Regions from separate parts of the Mus musculus genome. Here region 1 is linked to region 2. A link is a contact called in public Hi-C data. All regions are on one chromosome and are shown on one strand. The core of a region is the stretch at or near the end of the contact, and the rest is flanking DNA. Distances in the headings are between cores, read along the strand shown. Region 1 overlaps Ikbkb (inhibitor of kappaB kinase beta). Region 2 overlaps Slc20a2 (solute carrier family 20, member 2).

Region 1 (4,184 bases), core at 555-3,054, 180 kb after region 2:
TGGGGGGGACAGCATCCACCCAGGCAGGCCTGAAAGATCCTGTGTCCGCACTGTGTGACTCTCCCCAGAGGGCAAACAGCGAGTCGCATGCCACTGTGCAATTAGAAACATAGGGAAAACAAAGATTTCTGCTGACAAATCAAAACTTGCTAACTGCTTTAATTAACTTATTAATTAAGCAATGTCTGATACAGTGTGTTAGGTTGTCTATGCTGGTCTCAAATTCCTGGGCTCAACTATTCCTCCTGTCTTCAACCTCCCAAGCCTTCTTCCTTGTCCTATAGAAGCACAACACCACGCCTAGGTAAGATGGCTGTCTTACGTTTAACGCAACAAACTGACCACATAGCTCAATGTAGTGCTTAAATGTTACTCCTCTAGAAGCCTCCAGGACAGCGACCTATCTAAATAATGTGGGCACTGTGCTGACAGAAGACACTGCGGGGCTCTTTTCTATGCTATTCATTCCCGGGTCACAGGGCTGTGGAAATGACCCCTCCCCCGCCCCCGCTGTGGGCCCAGGCCCCTCACCTTCTCATGATCTGGATTTCGAGGCACCAGCGGTCTCTGTTCTTTGGGCTGAGCTCCTGTCGGCATTGCTTGATGGCGATCTGTTCACCTGTCGCCTACAGAGAGGGCACGCTGGACGTCAGAGCGATGGACAACCAGACCTATGACCACCGCAGAACCCCAGTGCCATACAGGCATCCTGCAGAACACCTGGACACCTGGCTGGCCTGCCTGTCTGTCTGTCTGTCTGCCCTCCTCACCACCCCCACATCACAGTTTGCCCATCTTCCCGCTGCATCTATCCATCGAGGGGGCACAAATTCTTCACATCTTGCTCTGTCGCTGCCTCCTCCACACCCCTGCCCCCCTGTAGCACACCCCTGTCCGGGGCTTCTACTTCTCTCTGCACACGCTAACTGTTGCCGTGGTAATAATGCCAGGTTAAGCCATCCAGCGCTGCTGGTGATTGGCCTGTTTCACATATAAAAGTGGCGCTTCCGTGTGATTGATTCAACTACTGGCCCAGTGAGTGTCTCCCTTGTTTCATGTAAGAGGTTTTTTGTTTTTTCCTTTCTCTTTGGAGAGAAGACAAACATAGTGTAGTCAATGAGACACAGAACAGCTCAGGTTCCAACTCTCTTTCACCAGCTGTGTATCCTTGGAGCAAACTACATACAGACTGTGTCTTCACTTATGCAACAGGAATACTGACCTGCCACAGCTCAGGGCTGTAATGAGGACAGAGATGTAGCTATATCATACAGATAGAAAGCCCATAGCAAGTGCCTGACAATTCACAAGAGCACAGTCCTGAGAGTATGGCATATACTCTTCCAAAGCCTGCTTTCATTATTTATTTACATCCTTATTTACTGTAGAATGGTCTAATGGATCCAAGCCTAGACTGATATTCACTATGGCTACAAGGATGACACTGGATTTCTGATCCTCCTGACGCATCTTACCATATGCTAAGATTACAGGTGTGCATGGACCACCACGCCCACTTTATATGGCGCTGGGGATCAAACCTAGGGCTTTGTGAACACTGGATAAGCACTCTACCAACCAAATTACACCCTTAACCACACTGTGTGGGTTTTTTACTGAAAGAGTCAGTATTTTGTGACTTATGACTGGCTCCTGAGGTTAACAGGCATCTCTTTGCTGGTACAAAAAGGAGACCATGGGAACACGTAGGAGAGGAGGGTTCTGAGCTGTGGGTTGGGCAGTGGCAGCAGAGAGAAGCCCTGGTGTCAGGTGTCCTGGAACCACCAGGGCAGCCTCGACTTTGGACAGTAGTATCAGCGTCCCTGTTCACGGTGACGCCACTGAGAACAGCTAGGGATAAAGCCTCCCAACAGAGCTTACTGCGGTGTTTTGCACGGTATAAAAAATACCTGTAGCAAGAACAGGAAGGCAGAAGTTCATCCATGGAGAGCATGCTCTATTCTGTCTGGAGAGCTCTCATCTGGGAACTCAGCAAGGGCTTCCCCAGGGGATTTCTGATGGATGGCGTAAGCACCTATCTGAGGAAGCTTCAGTATTCGCTGCCAGTTGGACTACTCCTGATCGCTCTCTCTGGATGGTGTAGGCGCCTATCTTGAAGCTGCTCTGCTGTTTACCTGTCTACTGTTGGCTATTTAGCTGTTGGCTATTTATTTTTTCATTTCTGCTTGCTACAAACTTAAAAACAAAAACAAAAAACACTTCACATATTCAAAACTGATGGTGGGTTATTTTCCATACAAAACAAGATTTCTGCTTCTATAGGTAAAAGGCAAAAGACTAAAACCTCTAAAGACCTTTAAAATCAACTTTAATCAGCACAGATAATACTGTTGGCCCCATGAAAGAAGTCCTAGAGGCCCCATAGACCATTTCCGCACTTGTACATTCTATAAAAAGAATCCTAAAACTTTAAAGTGTGTGATTCGTACAGTAATGAGTTAAACCAACACGCACAGGACCCTGGCAAGACAAGCAGGCGGCTGTCATCAGCATCCGACAGGATCACTGCCTCACGGTCACCCAAAACTCCTGCTGCTGCTTGGGAAACGCTGGTAAGAGAACGCTCCAAACACCAGGAGGAGTTATCTAATGTGATCAATGATTAAGAAATCCACCCTGAAATGGATGATTAAGACTGACAACTTCAGAAATGAGGGTGGTCATCACCATTCTAATGCCGGAGCACAAATATAACAAAACCTCTAAAATGTTCTCAGGATGTGTTTTTAATCGAGAACTACTGCTTAAGCTGTCTAAGATGCACTTACGTCCATGCCTAGTTTTCTGGTCTATTCTAAGTATACAACCAAAATCACAGCTGATGCTGGAGCAGGGTCTCCACCCACAAACCCCACCCACTTCCCATCGTCCCTGGCGTCTTTACAACCCCTAGACAACACACATCTACTTTCTGTCTGTGTGGATTTACATGCTCTGGACATTCCGTGTAAAACAAGTCACATGTGTGAAATTTTACACAGACGCTCTCGCTTAAAGCCACAGTTCACTCACACTGCGGCTACGGGTCCACTCTTGTGACCTCAACAGCCTCCTCATGGCCGCCCACGGGAGGAGGTATCATTAACTGGGGTCTGCCCCACCATCATTCTCTCCTTTTCTTTGTCTGTTAGAATCCTGGTTTTGGGGAGTGGGTGGGTAGGGGAGTGGGGGTGGGTGGGTATGGGGGACTTTTGGTATAGCATTGGAAATGTAAATGAGCTAAATACCTAATAAAAATGAAAAAAAAAAAAAAAGAATCCTGGTTTTGGCCTGGATTCTGAGGCTCTCTCTGAAGAGCTGATTTCCTTTCCACACTATATCCACTATGGCTGCTGAACACAGCAGAACCCAGGGAGAAGTCCATCTCTGGTCTTCAAGAGTGAGCGACCATACTAGAAAAACATTCCTCTAATGGACGGACATTCTCAGAAGCCACAGCCTGGAAAACACCGTGCTTCGAGATCTTGAGCTTCCAACGAGTCTCCCTCCTCTCAAGCCGACTGGAACCGTCCTCAGTTTCACTTCCTGTCAGTGCTGGGACTCAAATATTTTCTTGCCCAGTTCTAGGGTGGATTCGTCAACAGCAAACCCCACTGATGTTGAATGCTGAGGTTAGAGTGTTGAAACGTAATTACTTTTGTAACAGCATTGAGAGGTGGGGCTGCGGAGAAGCTGATGGGGTTGCAGGCAGCCACGGTGAGATGCTATCATGTAGAGACCTTTGTGACGGCACAGTGGAAGACATGTCTTTAAGTGAGAGAAAGTGCCTGTCTGAAATGACCAGAGCCTTGATCTCTGCCTTACAAGTCAATCAGCCTAACACCCCGCCCAGGCTCATATAGGCAACCTTAATTAAGCCCAATGGGTCACACATACCTGCAAGATACGAAGGTAGGGGGATGTGAGAACAAGAAGGGTTTTAGTGAAGAGGGATAAGAGAGGGTAATGGGATGAACATGATCCAAAAATATTATGTACATGTACAAAATTGTCAAAGAACACATTAATAATATATTTAAGAGAAACACGGCCACCTAAGAAAAATCTATATTAAATTATTTCTCAAATGGTTGGAAGGTGAGTTTTATTCACTTGAGTAAAGGTTATTATTACCATTAAAAATAGATTACCAAGACTCAAGAACTCTACACTGGCCTTTAGTC
Region 2 (4,110 bases), core at 1,392-3,891:
TTGCTAAATAGATGTCCCCCCTTCCCAGTTGACTCCACCAGTAGCCCACGGTCACTGTGTCGCCGACAGTTGACTAGATCATTCACTGTCTTCATGAAGTCTCTGTCAGAAGAGAGGTAGCTGCAGACAAAGTGTGACTTTAACTGATTCCCCAACTCTTTCACCTCCACTGGAAGAGACAAGTCAGTGGGTCGCATGCTGCGGTCAGAAGTAGATGGCCACCTAGAAAGACCTGAAGAGGGTATGAGCATAGTACAACGCACCCTGCCTCCTTTGAAGACTCGGGATAGGGACTTGTTTCAGCTGACACGCCTTTCTGGAGCAAATGATCCAGTAGTGCACATAGCAGGCACGTGGAGTTGGATTATTCGGTCAGCATGTCCAGAGCCAGCTAGGCTCTGCCCTCTTGGATTTCATGCGTTCTGCTGACTTGAGCAAGTAGCAATTGGTACCTTGCCCAAGCCAATTATTGTGTCCTAGAAGTCCCCCATGCTGACCCCTAACTTTTTTATAGGTCATGTAAATGCATCTTAATCTAATGATGTCTTTGCCCTTTCTTACATCCTCCTTTGTAGCTTTTGCTTGAGGGAATGGTTTCTGGTTGAAAACATAACCACCCTGTCTAGCCTTTAGTACAAAGCTTTTGTGGCTTTAATGAAGAAAGAGCTTTGTGAGGGCATGGTTTTTCAGTGTTGTTTTAAAAGTATCAGATGAGCAACACCACCGTAGCCAAAAGAACATCCACTCCCTTAGCCAGGGAACGATGGCCGTAGGATTTTAGCACTTGAAAGAGGAGAGGTAGAATCTTTGGCTTTTATAGATAGAATTAATTACATATTTTCAGACCATTAAAATGTCCTTAAAGTGAAAAGGACAGGTACAGACACTTTAGCTCAAACTCTACTTTTCCCTGTGAAGGGACAGAGAGGGAGAGCAGGAAGTGTGCATATTGATAGTTGCTTTGGTCTGGGCTCTTATTATATGTGGGAAAGCCTCAGGCACCAGGCTGCAAAAGTTTGGTTTCGTTTGGTACATCTGTGTCAGTTTCAGAATATTTGAAACCCTGGGAGCATGGTGGTCGCTCACCAATCCAGAAGTCATAAAGAACTGATTTCTAGAATCCTGCATGAGTCTTAGCTGTCTCCTTTAAACACACAAAATCTCAACTGCATACCCAGTATGTTTAAAAAATCCAAATATATCATTAACTTCTTAATGATAGAACTCAAAAGGCTGTTATTGGAACGAGGGGCTCAGAGTATAGCATATGATTATGAAGTGTGTCTCCAGATCTGGTCCAATCATGCCTCCCTCAAAACAAGGCTATTTTCATCTGTACAAAGAGGGGCTACTGAATAGGCATTCTTCTTTGGAATTTCTTTCTTGGAAAAATAAAGTTGTTTCAAAAACCAGTTCAAAGCCAGTTCATGATGTGCCATTAGAAGTAACAGTGTGGCTTGGAATAGCAAGCCCTGCCTCCTTCCATGTAGTTGTTTCTAAAGGCCTTAGAGCGGGACACAGAGTCTGGGGAGAAGCAAGGCCTTAGAGCAGGACACAGAGTCTGGGGAGAAGCAAGGCCTTAGAGTGGGACATAGAGCCTGGGGAGAAGCAAGGCCTTAGAGCGGGACACAGAGTCTGGGGAGAAGCAAGAACTTAGAGCGGGACACAGAGTCTGGGGAGAAGCAAGAACTTAGAGCGGGACACAGAGTCTGGGGAGAAGCAAGGACTTAGAGCGGGACATAGAGGCTCGGGGCAAGCTTTTCATTTATTAATAGAAAATGTAAGAATTACCTCTTAATTCAATAAAATTCTGCCAAAAATATAAAGGTTGATCTATAGTAACTCACAGTAGTGCAAAACTGTATAACATTTGAAATGGTGATATTCTATGTGTAGTGACTAAATTAGGTTATAAAATATTGTTTATTTATGACCCTGTTCCTATACAGGTGACTCCTAACAGTACCCCACACTGACCCCGACTTTATTTTGCAGGTCGTGTAAATGCATCTTAAGTTAGTGATGCCTTTGCCCTTTCTGGCTTGAACCTGCACAGGCGCTATGCAGTAATACTGCCACAGTCTCTATGAGTTCACATGGCCGTCGGTCCCGTTTTATCTAGAAAACATGTCTACATATGTGTCTGGGAACAGAATGCTATATACCACATGTAAGCAGTCCTTCTCTCTAGTCAACGTTTCTAATTGAAGATACTTTTTCATTCAGTAGATTCAGATCCGTGGTTTCACCTCCCAGATCCTCCCCACCTCCCATCTACCCAGCTCCATGCCTTCTCTCTTTATAGAAAACAAAGATTGTTTTAAAATAAGGAACAAGCTGAAGAAACACACTCACACAACAGAAAATAACACACAAGCAAAATTAGTAAGATTTTTTAAAATGTCAAAACAAAGCACTACAGAAAGAAATCTATAAAAAAAACACCATCATTCTTTTCTGTTGGTTCTTTTGTGTTGGTGTATTGGCCTTTTACTTTGGGGCATGGGCTTATATACCCAGTGAGACTCCATTGGAGAAAACGTAATTTTTCCTGTGCTAGTGGTTTGCAGTTGGTTAGGGACGGGAGCCTGTGAAGGCTCTGTTCTTGCTGCTGTGAGTTGAGTCATATGTGCCTTGTTCAGCTGATTCAGAGGACCTTCTTTTCCTGGTATCACCCATCCACTCTGGCTCTTAGAATCTTTCTGCCTCCTCTTCCACACAGATCCCTGAGGTGGGAGAGGTTTGAAGACAATGTTGCATTTAGGATTGAGTGCTCCAAGGCCACTCACTCTCTGCATATTGTCCAGTTGTGGGTCACGGTGTTAGTTACACCTGCTTCCAGAGGAAGCTGCTCTGATGGCTGCTGAGTGAGACTCTGATCTCTGGCTGTGGCAGAATGTCACTTGCAGTCATTTTATTACAATGTATCTTTAGCAAAACACTAGTGTTTGGGTTTCCTCTAGGTCTATGACTTAGCTAGTCTCAGGTTCTCAGCCACTTGAGCAGTGCCAGACATGGGTTCTGTTTCATGAGGTGTGTCTTAAATCACTTCAAGCAGACAGTGGTTGGTCACTCCTACAGCGTTTGTGCCACCATTGGACCCGTGTATCGTGCAGGCAGGTCACTGTTGTAGACTGAAGAGTTTGTAGTTGGTTTAATGTTTACCCTTCTCCTCCGGCAGCATGCAGAGTACTTTGCAGCACCATGGACACCAGGCGACAGCAGGGGTGAGGGGTGGGGGTGAGGGGTGGGGTGGGGGTGGGGTGAAGGTTCTAGTTAGGCACCAGTGTTACTTTGTGTTCAATGAGATATGTAATTGTTATCTTCAGTGATGGGCCTTACCATCAGTTTATGGGGAACGACCAATAATTTTGGCAATTGCTCGAGTTGTTTAGGGGTTTCTTTGGCCAACAGCTTTCTGTCACTGGAGGTTTTACTTGGAGGTAGGGGATGAGAGATGTCTAGTTGTGGTTTTGTCTCCCCTATTTTTGAGATTTCATTTATGTTATATATATATATATATATATATTTTTTTTTTTTTTTTAAGAAGCTTCTACTGGGGTAGGTTTCCACATGGCCCCCAGATAGCCTGTTGTGCTACCTGTCCCTTTTTATATCCCTCCCTTAGTGCCCGCCTTCCCTGATTGACTCCCCTGCTTCAGTTCCCGCCCACCCCCACCTTAACTGTATGTTCCGTTCCCCCTTCCTTGGGCGAGCCTCCCGCAGCCCTACTCCCTGCAGCTAACCTCTATGGTTATACAGATTGGAGTCTGTCTAGACAACTATTGGAAGCTTATGTAAGTAGGGTCTCAGCCAGCGGACAAAGCAGGCTGAGCACAAACTTTAGTGATAAGTAGCGAGCTAGAAACAGTCTTCGTTGTTCTCTTTTCTATAAGTACATATTATTTTCATCATCAAAAATTTGACCTACTTTTAAATTTTTTTATATTTGAGGTTAAAATTTAATTACAGTATTTCCCCTTGTCTTTTCTCCTTCCAAATCCTCCCAAATTCCTCTCCTCGCGCTCCTTCAAATTCTTGACCTACTTTTTAAGGCATGCGCTTCGCTGACCCCTGAGAAGAAGCCTACCGTAGCGACACAGATGGGTG

The links. A called contact is a pair of places that touch in the nucleus more often than the background predicts.
Region 1: a Hi-C map of liver shows a contact between it and region 2, with 2.9 times the contacts expected there. The contact joins two enhancer-like sites. A contact is called at or near these places in 1 of 484 Hi-C or Micro-C datasets (liver) and 2 of 9 other capture datasets (liver and pancreatic islet).

What each region holds. Positions count from the first base shown.
Region 1 is chr8:22,694,632-22,698,815 of GRCm38.p6, forward strand. Ikbkb (inhibitor of kappaB kinase beta) reads right to left here. Exons shown (of 22, transcript NM_001159774.1): 3 at 532-626. Among named protein-coding and RNA genes, the nearest start is that of Ikbkb, 9.9 kb to the right of the region's middle. Within about 2 kb of position 1,805, at least 12 of the 459 cell types and tissues checked have an H3K27ac peak or open chromatin away from gene starts, as enhancers often do. A contact at or near this core is called in liver, where this site is marked.
Region 2 is chr8:22,510,755-22,514,864 of GRCm38.p6, forward strand. The region is part of intron 1 of Slc20a2 (solute carrier family 20, member 2); the gene reads left to right. Among named protein-coding and RNA genes, the nearest start is that of Smim19, 36 kb to the left of the region's middle. Within about 2 kb of position 2,642, at least 9 of the 459 cell types and tissues checked have an H3K27ac peak or open chromatin away from gene starts, as enhancers often do. A contact at or near this core is called in liver, where this site is marked.